Regions from separate parts of the Mus musculus genome. Here regions 1, 2, 4, 5 and 6 are each linked to region 3. The links are chromatin contacts, called in public HiChIP or PLAC-seq maps. All regions are on one chromosome and are shown on one strand. The core of a region is the stretch at or near the end of the contact, and the rest is flanking DNA. Distances in the headings are between cores, read along the strand shown. Region 1 holds the start of 4930568G15Rik (RIKEN cDNA 4930568G15 gene). Region 2 overlaps Gm51669 (a long non-coding RNA gene). Region 3 holds the start of Atp1b1 (ATPase, Na+/K+ transporting, beta 1 polypeptide). Region 4 holds the start of Tiprl (TIP41, TOR signalling pathway regulator-like (S. cerevisiae)). Region 5 has its middle 27 kb from the start of 1700029M03Rik. Region 6 holds the start of Sft2d2 (SFT2 domain containing 2).

The links. HiChIP or PLAC-seq counts read pairs in DNA pulled down with a chosen protein or histone mark.
Region 1: a contact with region 3 is called in an H3K4me3 HiChIP or PLAC-seq map of forebrain, with 9 times the contacts expected there. The contact joins the promoter of 4930568G15Rik here to the promoter of Atp1b1 in region 3. A contact is called at or near these places in 8 of 39 promoter capture datasets (the C10 cell line, the SN4741 cell line, cranial neural crest and 5 more), 3 of 484 Hi-C or Micro-C datasets (cerebral cortex and cortical neurons), 12 of 115 datasets of contacts at active chromatin or transcription factors (VIP interneurons, embryonic forebrain, embryonic hindbrain and 8 more) and 3 of 9 other capture datasets (adipose tissue, embryonic stem cells and liver).
Region 2: an H3K4me3 HiChIP or PLAC-seq map of forebrain shows a contact between it and region 3, with 8 times the contacts expected there. The contact joins the enhancer-like site here to the promoter of Atp1b1 in region 3. A contact is called at or near these places in 4 of 39 promoter capture datasets (cranial neural crest, hippocampal neurons, liver and 1 more), 1 of 15 datasets of contacts at CTCF or cohesin (large pre-B cells), 3 of 484 Hi-C or Micro-C datasets (cerebral cortex, embryonic fibroblasts and large pre-B cells), 12 of 115 datasets of contacts at active chromatin or transcription factors (the 230-238 cell line, VIP interneurons, astrocytes and 8 more) and 2 of 9 other capture datasets (adipose tissue and embryonic stem cells).
Region 4: a contact with region 3 is called in a FOXA1 HiChIP or PLAC-seq map of pancreatic cancer cells. The contact joins the promoter of Tiprl here to the promoter of Atp1b1 in region 3. A contact is called at or near these places in 1 of 39 promoter capture datasets (neural stem cells), 4 of 484 Hi-C or Micro-C datasets (embryonic stem cells and nephron progenitors) and 10 of 115 datasets of contacts at active chromatin or transcription factors (the 230-238 cell line, SST interneurons, astrocytes and 6 more).
Region 5: an H3K27ac HiChIP or PLAC-seq map of SST interneurons shows a contact between it and region 3, with 3 times the contacts expected there. The contact joins the enhancer-like site here to the promoter of Atp1b1 in region 3. A contact is called at or near these places in 3 of 39 promoter capture datasets (the 3T3-L1 cell line and hippocampal neurons), 2 of 484 Hi-C or Micro-C datasets (the HL-1 cell line and cerebral cortex), 14 of 115 datasets of contacts at active chromatin or transcription factors (the 230-238 cell line, SST interneurons, VIP interneurons and 10 more) and 3 of 9 other capture datasets (adipose tissue, liver and macrophages).
Region 6: a contact with region 3 is called in a FOXA1 HiChIP or PLAC-seq map of pancreatic cancer cells. The contact joins the promoter of Sft2d2 here to the promoter of Atp1b1 in region 3. A contact is called at or near these places in 7 of 39 promoter capture datasets (cranial neural crest, frontonasal cranial neural crest, hippocampal neurons and 3 more), 5 of 484 Hi-C or Micro-C datasets (CD4 T cells, Sertoli cells, embryonic stem cells and 1 more), 10 of 115 datasets of contacts at active chromatin or transcription factors (astrocytes, bone marrow-derived macrophages, cardiomyocytes and 6 more) and 1 of 9 other capture datasets (pancreatic islet).

What each region holds. Positions count from the first base shown.
Region 1 is chr1:165,090,448-165,093,987 of GRCm38.p6, reverse strand. It overlaps 4930568G15Rik (RIKEN cDNA 4930568G15 gene), which reads left to right and starts at 2,058. Exons shown (of 5, transcript NR_040480.1): 1 at 2,058-2,102.
Region 2 is chr1:165,017,042-165,020,312 of GRCm38.p6, reverse strand. The region is part of intron 5 of Gm51669 (a long non-coding RNA gene); the gene reads left to right. Among named protein-coding and RNA genes, the nearest start is that of Gm51669, 42 kb to the left of the region's middle. Within about 2 kb of position 1,377, at least 107 of the 459 cell types and tissues checked have an H3K27ac peak or open chromatin away from gene starts, as enhancers often do. A contact at or near this core is called in VIP interneurons, cerebral cortex, forebrain and 2 more, where this site is marked.
Region 3 is chr1:164,457,045-164,460,303 of GRCm38.p6, reverse strand. Atp1b1 (ATPase, Na+/K+ transporting, beta 1 polypeptide) reads left to right here and starts at 1,949. Exons shown (of 6, transcript NM_009721.6): 1 at 1,949-2,543. The coding sequence starts at 2,447. It overlaps Gm32391 (predicted gene, 32391), which reads right to left and starts at 1,781. Exons shown (of 4, transcript NR_168343.1): 1 at 564-1,781.
Region 4 is chr1:165,235,151-165,238,605 of GRCm38.p6, reverse strand. Tiprl (TIP41, TOR signalling pathway regulator-like (S. cerevisiae)) reads left to right here and starts at 1,648. Exons shown (of 7, transcript NM_145513.4): 1 at 1,648-1,876. The coding sequence starts at 1,773.
Region 5 is chr1:164,986,813-164,989,910 of GRCm38.p6, reverse strand. No RefSeq gene overlaps it. Among named protein-coding and RNA genes, the nearest start is that of 1700029M03Rik, 27 kb to the right of the region's middle. Within about 2 kb of position 1,535, at least 46 of the 459 cell types and tissues checked have an H3K27ac peak or open chromatin away from gene starts, as enhancers often do. A contact at or near this core is called in SST interneurons, VIP interneurons, embryonic basal ganglia and 4 more, where this site is marked.
Region 6 is chr1:165,192,854-165,196,022 of GRCm38.p6, reverse strand. It overlaps Sft2d2 (SFT2 domain containing 2), which reads left to right and starts at 1,590. Exons shown (of 8, transcript NM_145512.4): 1 at 1,590-1,783. The coding sequence starts at 1,721.

The DNA of each region.
Region 1 (3,540 bases), core at 809-3,308, 630 kb before region 3:
TGTCTAATATGCCCTTTGAGCAGAAGCTAGTGTTAGCCCATGGCCAGCATTCCCACATTCAATGGCACAAGATCAAGGGAGAAGCTGAAGTGTAACCTGCTTTCCTCATACCAACCTGCTGTGGTCGTCTGGAGGAAAGACAGCACCAACACCACTAGTACATTTCTTTTAAGATGCATTTTATTTTAAATTATGCGTGTAATTGTCTGTGTAGGTATGTGAATGTTTGAGTGCAGATACCTATGGAGTCCAGAAGAGGGTGTGCAACCCCCTGGAGTTGTAGTTCCAGGTAGTTGGGAGCTGCCCAGCATGTGTGCTGGGAACCAAGCTCAGGCTATCCACAAGAGCAGTACATGCTCTTAACCACTAGGCCACCTCTCCATCCAATCCCAGTTGTGACAGGGTTTCTCTGTGTAGCCCTGGCTGTCCTGGAACTCGCTCTGTAGACCAGGCTGGCCTTGAACTCAGAGATCCCAAGTGCTGGGATTAAAGGCATGTGCCACCACGCCTGGCCTGACACGCTTTACTGTGTCTTATTATTTTGCTCTAGTTTGAGCAAGTTTTGTGTTCAGATTTGGACCCAGGTGTGCTGTCCTTAAGAACCCAAAGTCCTCAATGGCATACATAGTCTCATTGGCCTATCCTTGTTGGCTATAAGGCTGTCTGGGTTAATGCCCCCTGCTATAACAGAGAAGTGACATTCCAGCTCCCCAGCACAAATGATGTTTAGTTTGGTTCACAAAACAGTGAAGGACCACGTTCAACACAGTGACACAGGAACCTAAAACTCCTGCTTTCACTTCTGCCATCATAGGAAAGAGAAGGGGGGAGAAAGGACAGAGATAGCCTCATTCTGGTCTGTAAAGGAACCACTCAGTTCTGAGTCCTTTTGTAGAGACCAGCCATATGGGGGTAGGTGCTAGGAACTGTGGTTTGAATATGGGTCCTTTCCCTTAAAGGTCCACGCATTAAAGGCATGGTACCTGGGGTGGTGCTATTTGTAGGTGCTGTAGACTTCTAGGGCTAGGTCCTTAGGTCTCTGGGAGATTGTGGTTCTCTTCCTACTTTCTAGAGATGGAATGTAGGTAATGGGTTTAGCTGAGAGATCGCCTCCTCTAAAACTGGTTCATATGATAGATAGGAACACCCATTAAGCTACTTTTGGAACCTAAATCTCTTGTTTTTCTCGTCTTCCACAGGGTCTGAGAAGAGAACCACGTCAGTATTACTTTTTTTTTTTTTTTAAAAGAAAATCCAACTCACTTCCGGGTTTGAAAACCTACCCGTCCCTGGGACAACCCCCCCCCCCCCCCCGCCCAAAAAAAAAGCCTGCCTCTCACTCGGTTCCCTGATGTTTCTCACCGAGGCAGAGGCAGCTGCCCTCTGTCTTTCCCAATAAATACCTTGTGTGTGTTCTTGTCATGCGACATTGGACAAGGGGGGAGGTTCTTATGAGAAACACATTCTTAGGTTGCTTTGTAGTTGTGTGGAAAACCAAGAGCACTGGCGTTAACATGGCTACAATGTCATTAGGAGCCACCGGTTATATTTTGCTCATTGGTGACTGAGGTGTCTGTTTTGTGGCATGTGACTGGAGCAAGACTGTGTTTAGACATTATGTTAAGCATAAGGTGGGAATGGGCGAGAAGAGGATTTCATTTATCTTTGGTTAAATTTGCCCATTGGTGCTTTGGGGGTGAGCATAAGCTATCCCTTAGTGTCCCTTCCTTTCCTCTTTCTTGGAATCCCAAAGCAAAGTCGCAGATAAATGGGCACAGAGACATTCAGGACTCCTTCCTCACTTCCCTCTTAAGAGGTCGCAGATGATTTTGGCCAGAGGGTGGCCAGGACTCCAAGGTAAGTGTAATAAAGACTGCGCCCTCTCTTCCGCCTTTGGGTGAGAAGGGTGGGGGTGGGAAGACCGCTCACAGGGAGCTCAGCAACTCAGGGAATCAAAAAACCTGAAAGCCAGGGGAGGAGCTGAGCAGGGGCGGGGTGGGGGCTGTGTTGGTGAAGGCAGCAGCTTCCTTGCGGAGGTGTCCTCCCTCAGTGACGTCAGAGGCGGCTGCCGTTGCCCTGGTAACTTCACCTGATCCGGGGCGGTGAGTGTATGTGCTGATTTCAAGGCTCTCTCCTTTAATGAGGAAGAGCTAAAAATGAATCTCACTATCCCATAAAAAGCATGGTAATCAAAGGCGTTACTACCCGGTACTAGGCGTGTGTGGGTGAAGACAGCCGGGGGCGGGGGAGGGTGGATGATGCTGGAAGGACCTGAAGGACATGTAGGGGACCAGATTTCCTTCATAGAATCAGTTAATGAAAAAGGGAAGCGTGGGTTCATCTTCTAACAGAGTTCTTCATTTCCACCGTTTCTCAGGAAGTTTCCTGTTGAGCCATGTTGTGTATTATCCTGGAGTCCTGCTCTAGAGCCAATTGCTCTGGAACTATTACAGAGCTGAAAATCATGAGAAGCCAGTGCAGTGGAGACCCCGGAAATTCATCCTCACATCATAGGGCTTCTCATCTATTCCCCTTAAATGAGTGTGCACTCCCTAGTCTCTAGATGCAGAAAAGGTCGAGTTTATGATTTTTATACATGAGAGGCATGCATTGGCACCACAGACTGTCCCACCACATGGATAGGAAGCTCCGCATCCTTCTGGCTGTGAGATCTTGGCCCAGCTAACTGCCATGTCCGAACTTGAGGGGCTTTTCAAAATTTGAAGTCCGCTCCACAGAACTTTAAGGAAATACTGACCCGATGCATGCAGTGTGCTTAGCACATGATAGGTACTCAAACTCATGGAAGCTATTTTTTTTCCCCATTTGGAACAATTCTTAAAATGTACCTGGTCTGTTGCAGATATTAGCATACACTAAGGCTTTAAACAAATTAGGAAAAAATAGTGTTTTCCGTTGGCAGAGAAAATGACAGAGGGTTTTCCCTTGATCCTAATGTGACCCTGTGCGGGCTCTCAGGAGTGCACGGCCTTCTCATGGGCATACAGCAGGCCTGGATCTGACCCCTTTAGAAGGCTCCAAAAAGACTATCTCAGAGTCCAGTGCTTTGAAATGCCTAGGTCTTTGAACTAAAACAGTTACAGAGTCTGTCTCCCTGACCCCATGTTCCAGGAGAGGTGAAGGGCTTGCCTTTCATCTGTCCTCTTAGCAGTATAGTAGGTGTGCACCCTTGACCCCAACAGTCTCCCCAAGAAGGAAGATCAGTTTGCAATGGAAACTGGAAGAGACCATACCCAAAGCCCAAACAAACTATCCCCAGGCATGTGCCTTTTTTTGGTTCACTGATGCCCTTTAAAACTCATTTAGCAGTGGCTGAGGAGATGGCTCAGTTGGTAAAGCACTTGCTATGCAAGGATAAGACCTGAGTTCTGATCCCAGCATCCATGTAAAAGCTGGAGCCTGCAGTGTGCCTGTGACCCCAGTGTTAGGGAGACAGAATCTCTGGGACTCTCTGGCTAACTAGGCTAGCTAAATGGCCATGTTTCAGGTTCAGTGAATGACTGTCTCAAAACACCAAGT
Region 2 (3,271 bases), core at 128-2,627, 560 kb before region 3:
CCCACCAACAGTGAGTAGGGCTCCTTGGGGAAGCATTTTTGTTACAACCGTGAGGATCAAGAGGTGGAAGGGTAACCATAGCTTTCTTTCCATGTTCATGGGTTTTGAATGAAGTAGATGGGAAATATTTTTAGAATCATGTCCGGGCAGAACACATTAAGACCCCCTTCCTTGTCATTGTTTCCTATGCAGGCAATGTATCAATTTTTACATGACATTTGCATTGGGTTAGATATTAACTTAGTATTTAAAACATACAAAAGGATGAGAATAGCTCATATGCAAATATTAGGTGATTTTACATAGGGTACTTGTACATGGTGCTCATAAGAGAACGGAGGGTCTTGGTATTAATTTTCTGTGAATTGGGAGATCGGTCTGTAGTAAAGGTAGGAGAGATGCATCCGGTATTTTTCTTGTTGCTATGACAGAAGACAGAACAGCTGAGAAAGCAACTTAAAAGAAGAAAGATTTGCTTTGGCTCATGATTTAAGAGGGTGTGTGGTCCATTATGATGAGAAATGATGGTGATGCGAGTGTGCAGCAGCTCATTATGTTGTACTCACAGTCAAGAAGCAGAGAGAGGAAGGCAGTGTCCCCCTGCCCCCATGCATTTGGGTGGCCCATGGGTCGCTGCTACCCATATCTTCCCTTCCCAGTTAAACCTCTTTGGAAGATCCTTCACAGACACACTCAGAGAGACGTCTCCTAGGTGATTCTATATTTAGTTAGGTTAGCAATGAGGATGGGCCCTCATGTGTTTAGATAATTTTCAGCACTGATTGCTAGATTCTCTCATGGCAGCTCAGTTACTGTCCAAGCAAAGCTAGGGTCAGAAAGGGACAAAGAAAGACTGAACATGTCCTTAGACTATGAAAATCTAGTTATGCTTCAGGATGGATTTTTTTTTTTTACTTGATGAAATAATGAAAAATAAAGTTCCCCAAACAGTAAAAGCTGTGGGAAAAGACGGTCTCCACGTAAGTTATGTTGGTGATTCTGCCCACTGTTTGTTATCTTTTTATAGGAACGGAGTGAGAGCTTGTAGCATGTAGTTTCTACTACCCTGCTTTAAGCTCCAGGCAGACTGTGCTACCAGCCACTGCCCTGGTTCCGAGGGACCTGCAGATGAAAGACACACAGAGCTCATTTTGAACCTGCCTTATGGCTTAGCGGCTGGGCTCTTCTAAGGCTCCCGCAGCCAGCGTGCTTTTACCTTCACTCATTGCTCAACACTGTAAATCTGCCCTTAGCTTGGTTGCGTTTCTAATCTCCCGCCTGGGGAAGCAGCCAATGACTACTCCACCGGACATCTCATGTGGCCGATGACTCTCTCTCCCTCTGAAACAAGGTGAATTCCCTTTCCAATCTTGCATCTCCTAGCCTGCCTGCGGGAACCTCGAAGTTCCGCCTCCTCTGCCCAGCCATTGGTTGCTGGTATCTCTATTGATCGATCGAGAACCAATTGAAGAACAGGACCTTCAGCATTCACACAGGAATTCCCAATCAAAGCATCAGAACCGCCCCCTACAGAGCTAAGGCCTCACGTCTCCTGGGTGAAATGTCTGTATTCTGAGGCAGTTATCATCAGAATAAGAAGAAAGAGGCCCACAAGTGTGTGCGCCTCTGCGGAGACTCTTGTTCCCTCTTCCCCAAATACACCGTTTCTATAATATACGATATTATATATAATACTATACTTCTAGATAATACTAAATACTATAGTATTGTATAATTCAATAATACTAAGTATAAATTGCTTGATAATAGTATATACTCTAATACTAAAGCCACCACGTCCTACTTTGATCCAGTTGATATGAGTTAGCACAGAGTTCTAGGATCCCTGGGTCACCCCTCAGCCTTAGACTCAATCCCTATAAGGATCTTTCTAGAGATCATCAACCCACCCTGAAGGCATAACTCTCCATTTTTATATACCTGCACAATACCACTCCCAATGAATACTTGTTCCATGCAGACTGGGACTTTCTGCTTTGCTCACCTCTGTATCCTCAAGACCGTATAATGACAAATACGGTTGATAAATACCTGTTCAAAGCTTAAACCCTGTTCACTGGGAAGAGCAAGGTTTGATTGGGGTGGGTCTTTGTATGAAAACCAGCATGTATGATGTCCCACAGCTGCTATAAACAAGAAGGCGAAGGATGCCCCTCTGAGCCTCTCGTGACGTCAGGCCTTCTGGAGTTATTTCAGCAATTGTTAAATGACACGGTCCACATGATAAACGGCAGGGCTTTCAGTAATGCTTAGCCATATTTGCCATTTGGCTTCCAGGTTTTCATCAGAGAGTACTTGCCGGACTATAATAGGGTTACCATGGTAACTGTGCAGCCTGATTTCTGAAAGCCTGGGGACATTGTTCCCCTCCTCACTCAGAGGAGGGCTCCATGGAATGGATTTTGCATTATCTCTTTCAAAGCCAGTACTAATAAGTACAGGGAGGTCAAAATGACTCCAAGAGTGGCCATGTAAGATCACATGGCTGCTACCCCCTCACCCTACCTCTGAGGCTACTTCAGAGTTCAGACAGCAAATGGACCCTTTAAAAAGTCTCTTAAAGGTAGTGGCTCCCACCTTTAATCTTATCACCCAAGAGGCAGAAGCAGGCAGATCTCTGAGTCTGAGGCCAGCCTGGTTTACCGAGTTAGTTCCAGGACAGTCAGGGCTACACAGAGAAACCATGTCTCAAAAAAACCAAAACGGCGGGGAGGGGGAGAGTTGATGGGGGAGAAGGAAGTCTCTTTCCCCACAAACCCTAGAGTCTATGAACACCTTGGGGGCAGTGCTGAGCCCTACCCATGCCTGCAGGTCTACAACCAAGGCCCTTTCACCAGTCTCCAACCCCAGAAGGTATGGTTGGTCAACACTGGGTGGGGAACTTGACTGAGCCTGGCCTTGGAGGTGGTTTTTATTAGGGAGTGTCAGATTGGACAGCTGCATTGCTGTATGCAGCCTCTGCCAGGTAGCGGGTTCCTTCTGCCTGCCCCTTGCTTTGTTCCACCCATGTTTACGTGTTTCATCTGAAGCACTGCACTTGAGAAGTGTGAAGTCAGAACAGCTGGGTGGATCTCTACAGAATATCTTTTTATTGAGAACCTGCAGGGACCTGCTTAATGTTAATGACTATTCTCTCTCTCTCTCTCTCATGTTTATAATTTATAGAAAAAGGCTCTATTAGAGTTACAGGGAAATAGACTCTCTTCCTTCTCTAACCTAAACAGGCCTTCTAATCTAATTATTTTCTACT
Region 3 (3,259 bases), core at 700-3,199:
CTTTTCTTTCCTTTCCTTTTTCTTTTCCTCTTCTTTCTTTCTTTCTCTCTTTCTTTCTTTCTTTCTTTCTTTCTTTCTTTCTTTCTTTCTTTCTTTCTTTCTTTCTTTCTCAATAGTAAAGAAAGTTCTGATTTAAAACCTGCCACGATGAACTGTTTGCAAACTGTTCTGGGGGTTTGAGGTACACTGGCTATGAGGAATGGTCACCGCATCAGTCTTAAGAGTCCTCTTACTCACTTTTCTTTCTTCCTCAGATGTGTAATCCTCCTGCCTATCTCCAGTCTGGGATTATAGGCAGAAACCATCAAACTCCAGCCAAGTCTCATCCCTTTTGAAGCTACTTACACCCTACTTATTCCTTATGGTTTTTTTTTTCCTGATTCTGCCCACGGGGTTTCCTCCCTCATATATATATGAGGTACACACACACACACACACACACACACACACACACACACACACACCTCCCAGTGGTCTGGTCTGCGGAATCCCCTCCACAATGTAAGTTCTGCCTAGAGACAGTGGCATCAAATCTACAGGTACAGTCTCTTCTAATAGCTTACCAACCACAAACTTGGGTTTTTTCCAAAATAAACGCTGCAGGGGCAAAGCAGAGTGACTTCTTTCTCAACAAGCTGCTCTCACAGTTGTCCTTGACACAGTGGGTCGGCAGCCCCTGTGGACTCCATGAGACTCAGTTGCTATGTCTCCCCTGAATTTTGGGTATTTTAAGGTTTTCTTCAGTCTTGCAAGTGGGATTAATGAGAAAAAGCTCATTTTTGCATCCCTTCGGTTTTGTCCTTGGGCCTGCAAGATTGACCTTGAAAATGGCAGGGTGTCTTGGGAACCCATCTCTGTGTTGGGAAGGTCTTTGATAAGAAGCTAGCTCTTTGCGCGACCGGCCAGGTCGCTCCAGGGACAGGCTTTTCTGCAGCCACTGCAGAAGCCTCGCCATGTTTTCTGCTGTGTCATCACCATAAGAGCTGTGTGGAAAGCTGTTCAGGGGCTCGGTGGATGAAAATAAGGGCGGATTTTCAGCCAACAAGGATGGAAAGAATGGTCATGTCCAACACAGTGCTCTGCGACATCTTGACATGTGAGCTGGGTCTTCCCAAGTGCTCTGTCATTCCAAGAATTCTACAGTATAGGGTAGGGGTGCCCCCAGTGAGACAGAACAGTAAGCCAATGGGAATACCAGCCACAGACCTGGGCCAGGAGAGTCTTAGGTGGCTGGGTCACGTGCATAAATTGTTCCCCGGGGTCTAGACTGGCAGGAGCCACAACCGGTTCCCAGCTACAGCCCAGGGTGGGTTTGGCAATTGTCCGGATTGAGGTGGTTCAGGCCGCCCACAAGCACAGACCAGGAGTCAGGAACCGAGGCTGCCCGCTGGGCTGGCCTGCAGAAGAGGGACGGGCCGGAACTGCAACCGCAGTGGCAGAGAGTGCGAGGGGGCGGCAGGTGCATAAGCAGAGAGGCGGAGCAGAGCTGGGCAGAGTCACTAGCGTCCTGGAGTGACCTTCCCCCACCTGGCCATGGCCTAGGGGAGGTGGACCTGCAGTAAACCCCGACCAGTACGAAGGGGTAAGACCAGTACGAAGGAGTTGAGGTCTCCGAGGTTCCCAGAGAGCGATGCAGGTGCAGGCCACAGCATTGGCGAGCGGGGGCCGGGAGGACGAGGAGGATTGTCCAGGCACAGCTCGGGGCAGAGAGAGGGCCAGCAGAGCTGCGGGAGCAGTACTCACCCGCCCCCAGTCCCTCTCCGCACCCCTGCTGCGGTGCCAGCCCCTTTAGCTTTGCCGGCTCCTTTGTGCGGGGCCCCGCGCCCGCCCCTTCGGGGGCTCAGGCCCCGCCTTCTCGGCGCTGGCGATTGGCTTGCCGTGCCGCCGGTAGGCGGAGCTACGGATGGTGGAGGCGCGGTATATAGTAAAGGTAGGGCGTGCGCCCTCAGCCAATTTCTCGGCTCCTGGCCTGCGCGCCCGTGTGCCGAGCCCGCGCTCCACTCCGCTCGCCCTTCCCGGTGACTTTCCCTCCTTGTCCCTGGTCCATCTCGCCAGAGGTCACAGCAAGCAGAGTGGTGCAGCTACAGCTTGAAGCAGCAGCTGCGGGGTTCGCTGAGCCCCCCGGAAGGCGATCGGAGTGCGGGGAAAGCCCGAGAGCGGCCGCGCGCCCACCTCTAGGTGCGGGGCTCGGAGCCGCCCAGCCCGCGCGCGCCCTCCTCCCTCGTCCCTCCTCCCTCCGCCCCCGCCGCACCTCCCCCTCCTCCCGCTCTGCCTAGGCTGCTCCGCGGCGCGCCTCGCACTCGGAGAGCCGCAGCGGCAGCGGCGCGTCTCGCTTTCGGAGACAGAGCCGGGCCGCGGGGACACCGAGCAGCCGCCGCGAGGACGCCCAGGGCGCGCGCCGCACTCGCCCTCCCTCGGCCTCGGCCGCCACTGCTGAGCAGACACCATGGCCCGCGGAAAAGCCAAGGAGGAAGGCAGCTGGAAGAAATTCATCTGGAACTCGGAGAAGAAGGAGTTTTTGGGCAGGACCGGTGGTAGTTGGTGTAAGTACGCGCTCCGCGGCTCTGCCGTCGGCGCCTTGGCTTTTCTTAGGAGGCGCGTCTGTACGCGAGCACTGCGGACAGTTCGGCGCCCGCGGGGCTGACCAGGGTGTTAGGGAGTGGGTGGTAGGAGCTGCTAGGAGCGTGCGGCCCTGGGCTTGGCATCCAGTGACAAATGTGGGGGGTCCCCAGGATGCGCCTCGGGTGGGGAGCTGGAGCTAGGGTTTTGGGTATGGTAGGGATCTTCGTTTCCTAAGCCTTTCCTCCTGGGAAATTCGGTCAGGTTCCAGGAGCCTATGTATGTACCCTCCCTTTCCATCTCCCAAGACCTTAGAAAAACGAGATTTGGGGCCGTGAGCAGAACTCACGAGCGTACCTGTTCTAATGCAGACGATGCTGCGATAGATAGCATCATTCTTCCAGTCTAGAAATGTATCTAGAATGGATAGGAACGGGGAGAAGAAATGCATCCACACTGCAGTCCTCACACATTGCAGTCATCACAGCCCAGAAATGGCCCAGTGAGCTCCATTCATGGCTCGTTTTTTAAGCCTTGGCTAGACATGGTGTTTTTAAGCTCTTCATGATACAAACGAAGAAACAGGTTATATTAGAGCATTTCATGCAGCCTGTTGCTTCCTTGGCTGGACTCCCCCTCATACCCCATTGAAAATTACATACCGTGTTTGTTTTTTACCTCCTTACACTGGAAAGGTACT
Region 4 (3,455 bases), core at 399-2,898, 780 kb before region 3:
AGATGGAGGAATGTGATTTTAGAGTCAATTGAACATGACTTGATACATTGTAGTTAGGAGAGACTCTCCTTCAGTGTGGTAGTTTGAGTAGCAGACCTGTTGTTGTCGCTGTTAGGTAGAATGATTGAAACTAAACTCAGCCTCAGCCATGACCTATGCTGAAAGAACAAGAGGCACATTTGTTTGTTTATTGAAACAAGGAATACATAGGCCTGGAATTTGCTATGTAGACTAGGCTGTTTTCAAAAATCACAGAGATTCTATACATTTTTTTCTTGGCCTAATGCAGAAAAATTCAAAGGAAGACTTCATATAGTAAGAATGTTGGAGGCTTGGTGAAAAACACACACACACACACACACACACACACACACACACGGCACTTGGGAAGAAGCAGAACAATCAGGAATTCAAGGTCCTCCTTAGCTACAATAGTGAATTGAAGGCTAGCCTAGGCTGGCTGTATGGAACTCTTTCAGAAAGAAAAGAGGATGGATTTCGTTGCATGTAATTTGCTCATTTACCTCCTTATTAGGTCTTCTAGCAGATCTAGATGATGTGAGGTTTACAATGTAACGTCAGTGAAAGGACCCCAGCCTCCTTGGGAAGTGCGTCAGGGGCCAACCTCTGGAGGTCAGTGATGGTAGACAATCCTCCACTATTCGGGATGAACATCTTTATCCTCTGCGGAAGCTGAGACGCCCTACTTTCCGTAGGCAATGGAAATAGAGTAACTATGTAGGAACCAAGGATAGGATGCCAACGGAATGAATTAATCCAGACACCTTGGGCAGGGGAAATTGATGATGGGTTCCTGGGACAGACACACAAACAGAAAATACCTGAGGAGGAAAAGGTTTACTTGGCTTAACACCTTCTGGTAGACAAGGTAGGAATTGAAGCAGAAATCATGCAACAACGCTGCTTAGCGGTTCCAGCGTCGATGAAACAAACACTGAGTGAATAAGAGAGGGGGTGTTGGAATTGAGATGGTGAACAGTTTTGAGATGCTCAAACATTAAACCATCTCATTTTGAGGCAGCTGGGGCCGAAAAGAATCAGTTGTGTTTTACCCAAAGATACACACAGTTGCACTGCAAGCATGGACGGAGCACCGGGCTTTCAGCGTCGTTTCCACTACACCTGTGTGCGGGTAGAAAAGTCTTAAAATATCATAAGGATAATTTGACGTTTCTTTCGTGGTACAAAGAATCAAACACAGGGCGTCGGCGGTTTGCACGGTAAGAAAGTGGGGCTCTTCCACTGGGATTCAAGGTGGAGGAGCTACTATTTGTCATTGGCTCCAAAGTCGCTGTTGGTGCTGGGCTTCCTGAGCGATAGGGACATTGGGCATGTCCTCTTCACCACGACTCATAAGCACAAGAGGTGATGACACTGCTTGGAGCGGTCTGTAAGGAGGAGGTAAGGCAGTGAAGCACGGGGCTCTGGATCCAGAAAGACAAATTCCCACATTCACTCTGGGGTGACGTCACCCGGAGACTTCAGGGCGGCGCGCCAGAGCGACACCCCCGCGCTCAAGTCCCGCCCCTCAGCGTCTCCACGTAAGACGTGTGTCACCCTGAGCTAGTGGTCCCGGAAGTAAAACCAGGAGGGGCGGAAGAGACGGCGGAAGGGCGGGCCTACGGCGCGGCGGCAGGGGGCGGGGCCGAGATGGTAACGGACGCGCCCAGGAGCCGCGCTGCAGAGAGGGCCATCGTGCGACCGCTGCCGCAGGCGCTTGCTCCGAGTAACCCTGCGGCTCCGCTTCTGCCATGATGATCCACGGCTTTCAGAGCAGCCACCAGGACTTCTCCTTCGGGCCTTGGAAGCTGACGGCGTCCAAGACCCACATCATGAAGTCTGCGGATGTGGAAAAGTGAGGCTGTGGGGCGGGGCCGGGCCGAGCCGAGCCGAGCCGAGCCGAGCCGGGCCAGGTCCGGTTGGTGTCCGGGCTGGGGGTCTGACGGTCTCGGTGCAGCCTCACGCGGTACTTGGGGCCGCAGGCTCGGTCCCTCTGACCGACCGTTGATTGACAACTTCAGTAAATGGTCCTGTTCCCTGCTCGCGGCGACCTCTGCTTGCTGGAACTGTAGCTTCTCAGGGTTGAACTGAGCGCGGCTGTTTTGGTGGACTTCACCTAAACCTCGCCGCTCCTTTTTTTCCTACCTAAGCCTGCGCAACCTTTCTGGGCGCGATGACCTGTTCCCTTGCGGGCAATGACGGAAATGGTATTTATGTTTAGTTTTGAGCTTCTTTGGTTCTGTGGTGTGCTCTTGAGGTTCTGAACATGAACCATTGAGTACCACAGACTTCAGAGGACGTGAGACCGTGTGACGTTACTGTGTGACTGTTTAGGATGAAGATTTCAGGTTTTTTTTTTTTTTTCTTTCCTTCTTTTAGCAAATCAGGTGCTGTGATAAGCACTTGAGATAGGACAGATGAAAGAGAAAGGCCCAAGGAATTCATAGTTTCACGAGAGACCGTTATATTATTGTGTGGTTGGTTAGGATGAAGATGTATACAGGTGTGTGTGCGCGTTAGTGTGTTCGCGCGAGGGTCAGTGCACCTGGGCAGAATCTTGATCAAGTCTGGAGACTGGATGGCCGGGTAAAGCCAGCACTCAGACTGAGATCTGAGGTGTTTGGGGATGCCTATAACTGTATCCTGACAAAGTTTGGGGGGGGGGCGCCCTGGCAGAGTGTTGCCTCCCTCGTCATTGGAGAGTTCTCTGTCTTGCTAAGAAGTTTGAATTTTATATAGTAGTCATCAGGTGTAGTTTTACTCAATATCTACATGCATCGTGGTTGTGTCTGGAAGGTTTCTTGGAGGTGTTGTAGAAGATGGAGGGCTGGAATGCTGGAGAGGAGGCCAGTAAGCAGGAAAGAGATGACAGAAGCTGAGATTCAGTGCTTAAGTTTGGTAGGCAGTTGATGGAAAGAAAGAAAAAGGGAGGCTCTTCAGGACCTTTTGTTGTTGTTGTTGTTGTTTAAAATTTACATATGTAAAAGAATCCTTTTTGAAACATAAGTTGTTTCAAATGTTATTAATTCAGAATATGTTTCTAATAGAATTGTTTTTGTTGTATGAGTGTTTTGCTGCATTGCATGTGGGCCTGGTTAGGGGGTGTCGTGGGAGAGGGGGCTGGATCCTCTAAATCTTAAACAAGGCCCAAACACCTCATTTCTAATGTTATGTTTTGCCTTTAGCAAATAGATACTACCAGTGATAGAGCTGAAAGACAGAGCATTTGAAGCAGCCTACCATAACGGAGCTGCTTTTCATGTAGCTGCACTATTGTGCATGACTACTAAATTTCACAAAACCTGTTAAAAGCCCTGGAGCTACCTTTATTATTTCATATTTGCTCTAATTCAGGAAAGTAGTTAAAACCTGTATTTTACAGACTCATCTTGTGGATCTCAATCTATCATTGTACTTAATCTCTTAGTCATTTA
Region 5 (3,098 bases), core at 286-2,785, 530 kb before region 3:
CTCAGAGCCTACGCTCAAGTTTTACTTCTCTGGGTTTTACAACTTCTTAAAGAAATGCTACAGATATATATATACACACACACATACATATACATATATTTAAAACTCTAAAGGCCAAGTTCAAGTCCCAGGGTGTCTCTGTGGAGTTTCCCCGTTCCTCTTTAACATAAACAACTCATTTGACTCCACTGTGTGCTGCTTGATTTTCAGTTCTTCACCTGACTGTTAGGGCTGTCAGTCACAAGCTCTTTTTCCAGTCTTTGCTGAAGACAAGATCTTTCACTGTTACATGGCTGATTAATGTTACTCTATGACTATAAAGGGGAATGTATGTGTCTGCCTGTCATTGTGCTTTCTTGTAATTAGTGTTGTTCCAGAACTTTCTGTTTATTTCAGAGACACTTCACTAGGCACTTCCGGTGATGTTCAATGCATTGGATTTGAGTTTCCTTGATGGTCTTTTTCTCCCATTTCATCAAACATGAAGACGATCTTGCAGAAGGAACAAAATGGGGAGCAGATAGATTTTCATTTGTTGCTAAAAAATGCACTGCAGTGACCCTGGGCCAATGGCTCACTATCTACAGTCTTAGTTTTCTGTCAGTAAATGAGACAATGATATGCAGACTTCAGCTCACATAACACTTTTGTATGAGCTGGAAACTCAATACTTTTGGCCTGTGCGACTGTAGCTTGGCAAACTGAATGTGGGTTTGATTTGACTCTCTTGTTGGCTCCCTCAGCTGGCACATCCTGCAAGATCATTCCAGGCAGCCCTTAAAGGACCTTCCTCACAGGGCTGGCATGAGGCTCTATGGGGCTGGTTATGGGAAGAACCATGCCACTTAGACTGCACACCCATTTTTCCTCTTGCTCTATCACTCTATCTGCTTCTGCTTATCCCAAGTTCTTCAGCCTACACTGGAGAACATCACAGACAACACAGAATCATTACCAAAGCACTCCCTGGGTCCCCTTTTGTATCCCTCCTTCTAGAGCCTTTCTTCCCCTGTTCTCGAAAGAAGTTGATCTCAGCAGTAGAAACATCATCTTTTAATTAGAGACTAACAGATCTCGGATCATAGAGAGTTGATGTATATTAACACATGCATTTTAACACACAGGTATGTGTTAATATACAAACATGTTAATACACACGGGAGATTATTGGAAAATATAGACTAATTTCCTGGCCACAGGGGGTCTTGCTTTTTCTGAGACATAAGGCAGAACCAGAGATCCTCAGAAGGGCTGTTATATTACTGGATACAAAAGGGGCTCCTAGTACCATTAGACACACACAGCATTTTTATAATCCTACCCATAACAGACAAAAATAAACCAACATGCTTTAAACCAAGGAATACACATATACCATTTCCTTTGTATGTTTAATCCTGAGGCCTACACAGGCCTGATTTGTGGTTTGTGTTCCTCCCTCCCCTTTCCTAAGAGAACATTTAGGATTGTTCACACGTCCTAAAGCCCTCATTTGCATAATTTAGCAGAACAGAGCGTGGGAGGAGAGCAAATGCTAATTTCATTCTAGAGACTTGATGTGCCCTGGATCCCAAGCAGGTGCCACAGAGAAGCACATGGTGACCGAGGTTTCAACATGCTAGGATTTCCCAGCCTCAGCAGAATCTTGGCTTGGTGGCTTTAGAGGATAGCTAGTGGAGGAGACTGTAGAATCTTCTCCTATGGTGACAGATATAGGTTAGAGAACTGGAATTTTAGATGTTGAGTAGCCCAGAGGACAAAGTAAATTGAGATCAGAGCTCAGTCTTACTCATTGTGGTTAAATTTGGATTATATTCTTGTTAGTCTTTTGTCAGCATAATAATGACTAAGTGCTGGGTCAGGAAGGTAGGTGGCCTATATCTGTATTTTTTTTTACCATAGACCTCTTGCTGTAAGAACAAGGGCCAATTATATTTTGACATCAGAGATTCCTTTTCAGTAAAGTGTGGGTAGCTATGGTACCCACTTCATCAGATTAAGAGAAGGACCGGATGAAATGATGGTGTTCTAGAGCATGCTGAAGAAATATTCATAGGTGTTAGCCGGCTAGTGCTTCAGAACTGATGGGGACAGGCAAAGGGATTCTCTTCTGACCTGAGGAAACCGTTTCATTTGAAACGCAGTATTTTGTTAAATGTGTTGTTTGGCATTGTGGAGAGTCCTTGGCATGGCAGTATTGCTGGGGTGTAAGTTTGTGGATCTAATTCAAGTCTTTAGTCTTGAATCCAGAGACCTGGCAAGTAGCACTGATTCTGTCTTTACTAGACTAAAACTCTGGGCACTTCATCTAATAAGAAGTCTTTACCTCAGTTCCCTAATCTGTAAAGCAAAAGGATTGGTGAGATTAGCTTAGATTCTTTCCAGCCATAAAGCTGCAGGGTTGTTTGTTTTTTGTTTTGTTTTGTTTTGTTTTTTAATGTTTGTTTCCACTCAGTGTTTTTGGCTCAAGAAAAAGGTCAACTTGAGTTCAGAGGAAGGTTTTTGTGTCTTGGTCAGAGCTGGAAGTCCTGGTTGTGGTGCTTCTCGACTTGGATCATATTTGTTTCAGTAAATTGAAATGGAGTAAATTGAGGCAGCGAAGTTAAAGGTTCTATTAGCTTAAGCTTGTACATCTTTGCCTAAGGCTTGCCAGGCAGTCAGACGAGTGTTGCGACTCATTCTGTACCAAAGCTGGAAGCCTGGGTGCATGTCCTTACTGTTACCTTGCCTCTCTTGTTTCCTAGCTCCCTGCGAGTTCTAAGCATTAGAGAGCCAATTCCAGTCATTTAATCTGACTTGAAACTTCATTATTTGGAACATTGCATTAGTGATACTTAATCTCCATTCTGAAGGCCCTGGTGTTTAGTCTGAGGAAATAAAACTAGTCTGTGTGAAAAGTAATCCATACATAAGAATTTCCTATAAAACAGAAATGATGTACTGAGTATGTGAGTAGGGTGAACTAGACATAGCCTGTGAGGCCCGTGAGTCATTTATGATTAGAAACTTCTCCACTCCAGTCAACTAGTCCCCAGAGAAGCCATGACCATATTTAGATTTGTGAAGAGGTGAGTGGTGTTTGATCTTGTTTTGCAGTG
Region 6 (3,169 bases), core at 341-2,840, 740 kb before region 3:
GTGCTTTTTGTAATCCAGAGATGCTGGTGTTCTGTGCTTTAGCATCAGTATCATGAATCTTGTGAGTTCTGCCTAAACCTCCATGTAGAGACATTTAAGAACAATGTCACATGATCCAATATCCCTCAACCTTTGTGTGCTCTGTTATGAACACTACTGATCTGAGTGTCTCTTAACCACTGAGTCATCTCTCCAACCCGAGAGTTCTACATCTTGATCTAAAGACAGCAGGAGACTATGTACCACAGTAGGCAGAGCTTGAGCATAGGAGCCGTCAAAGCATAGGAGACCTTCCCCCACAGTGACACACTTCCTCTAACAAGGCCACAACTACTCCAACAAGACCACACCTCCTAGTAGTACCATTCCCTATGGGCCAAGTGTTTACACATGAGCCTGTGGGGGCCAGTTCTATCACCTCACCACAGGTGGCTGGAAAAGCCATCAGGCTAGGAGAGAACAAGGACAGCTTCTACTAAATGCTATTTAAATTCCCCTCTGCTCCAGACCTGTCTATACAGTCATGCTTGCTTTCCACAGTCACGTTTGGAAGCCATTGTGCTCACTCTACAGAGGAAATCAGCTGGGGACCAGAAAGGCTAAGGAGCTTCTAGCTCAAGGCCTCCTAAGTGGCAAATGACAGAGCTAGAGTGGATCTTTCAGGACACAGCCTTTGCACTGTGCTCTGATGTTTGACGTCTTACAGAGAGGTGTAAGGACTCACTGGAAAATGTGGCAGGTAAGAGGAGTCCCTGCAGAGGCAGCAGCAGCTGGTCTTATGTTTTTATGTTTTTATACAAGTGAAGAAGGACGCTGGAGACCTCACATGAAAATATGTGGGAGGTAAAGTGACCTAGGGGGTGTTTCTGAAGTTCCTCTGTGGTCTCCTTTCCCTTTTTTGGGAAGCAGGGACAGTGGTGGAAACTGAACCCAAAGCCTTGCATATGCTAGGCAAGCATTCTCTCACTGAGCTACACCTTGGTCTCAGTGCCTTTTCTGAACTAGTTTAATCTTAACATAGGTGTTCCAGATATCTCTGGCCACCAGTGTGCAAGGTGAGCAAATTTCTGTCCTGTCTGGAAGAGCCCATGACTTCATATGGATTCTGCTTCATAGCCTCAGTAGTGCTGCAGACTGATTGAAGTAAAGCATTTACCAAACACGAAAATATTGATTCTTCTCACCACTTGCCATCTGTTCAGGTGTTGCCCAAGTCATATCTCCCGAGCCATTTCCCCTAGGGATGACGTAGGAATTGCTGCTTTTAAGAATACACAGGGTTGTACTGCTCCAGCCTGTTGCACACTGATTTGTTCTACTTAACGTGGGAAATATATATTTTTATAGATCTGCGGTGTACAACCACCAGCGGATTAACTTCAGCATCCATGGGTAAGTTTGCGAAAGGCCTGCGTTGTTCCAGGCCCTGGCACATGGTGGTGCTGGGCGCTGGAACGAATCCGTGAAGCCCGGGCGCGCAGCCAGCTTCCGGGTTAGGTATCGCCTGGCCGACTTCACCCCGACTCTCTCGGCCCCGCCCCGGGTGACCCCAAGGAGCTCGTTCAGGGGGCGTGGCTGGCGCGGGGCATGCCGGGCGGGCAGGTGGGCAGGTGCCTGGGCGGGGCGCGCCGTGGTTGGCAGCGGGCGGAGGGGCGGCGGCTGCGCACCCCGAAGAGTGGTAGGCGGAGCGAACGCCAAAGGCGGCGGTCGGGACCCTGACATGGACAAGCTGAAGAAAGTTCTGAGCGGCCAGGACACCGAGGACCGCAGCGGTCTGTCCGAGGTGCGTGCACCGGGGGAGTTGGCATTTCTTGGACAGCTGCCCTGCTGTCCTCCGGCCCGCCGCGCCGAGCTCTGCCGGGACACAGCCACAGGTGGCAGCGCGAGCTTTGTGGAAGGCGTGGCTCCCGAACCCTCTCCAACCTTCCCTCCGAAGGGCTTGAGGCTCTGAAGCAAGACCTCAGAAATCTGTGGAGTGGGAGTGTGGATCCCGGGGCCTCCTGGAATCCGGGCCCCGAGCCCCATCCCAGCCGGACCGGCCAGGGAGAGAGAGCCCTTTGGAGTTGGGCGAGGCCGGCGGCCTTCGTGGAAGGATCCACCGCCGGATCGCGGACTAGTTTAGGTTGTGGGGTGTGAGAGCCAGACCTTATGCGTTCTGCTTTGTAATTGTAAAACTCCGTGAACGCCTGATAACAGGGACTTACCAGGTCTCCGAATCTCCAGGGCTACTTTCTAAACTATAGATTCTCACCACGCTCGGAGACTGCCAGTGTGTTTGTTTTGTTAGTAGGGCTTTGATGGCTCTGAAACTTGACCACAAAAGTCCTGTGCTCCAGAGCCACTCAGAATGTCATATTTTGGGTGCTTTGGAAGTTTGTTTACATTTCCTTTCTTGATTGAAGACAGAATTACGTTTTACTTGATGTATCCTTAGCCCCGGTTTCCCCTTCTGAGAAAGAAGGGTGTTGAACGAGATGCAATAGCCCCTTTTCCTTGGAAATTGGAGTTCCTCTTTAGTGTTTACTTGACTTTCTTGTGGTTTCCCCAACATTCTGCGCTCACTTCTGTGGTTGATTTTGTTCTGAGTTTTGTCTTTGCAAAAAAACAAAACAAAACACAACTGCATCTCAAAGAGAATAAATTATTTTGAAGCCAAATACGAGTGACCATGGCCCCAGGACAGATTCAGGTTTCTGCAAACTCAGTGTTCCAACATGATAACAGTTTGATAAGTTCTTAGAGTAACAGAACAAATTAACAAATTAAGGTACTTTTCAGAAGCATTAGTGGAAGCGGTAAGCAGGCAGTTAGGGCAGTGTGGAGGAATCTCAGCTGTGGCTCCCAGAGGCTGCCTGATAGCATTCGAAAACCTTGTTAAGATAATAAATTCCAAGGTGTTTTTCCCTAGCAGTTTCCGGGAGGTTAGTCACTGTTACATCAGACACAGGTGGGCAAGAAAGAACTGCTTCCTGGGGACTAAAGATAACCCAAGGGCAGTTGCAATTAGGCTCAGTAGCTGCAACTTTCCAATCTCTGCATGATCGTTAAAATTCAAATTAGTGATTTTCATGTTTTAATTTTTTCATTTTTAAAAAAAATTTCTGGCTTCTTGTGAACTTTCATATGAGAAGCTCCCTCCCCCCCACAAAAAGCCCCAAGATTTAGTTGA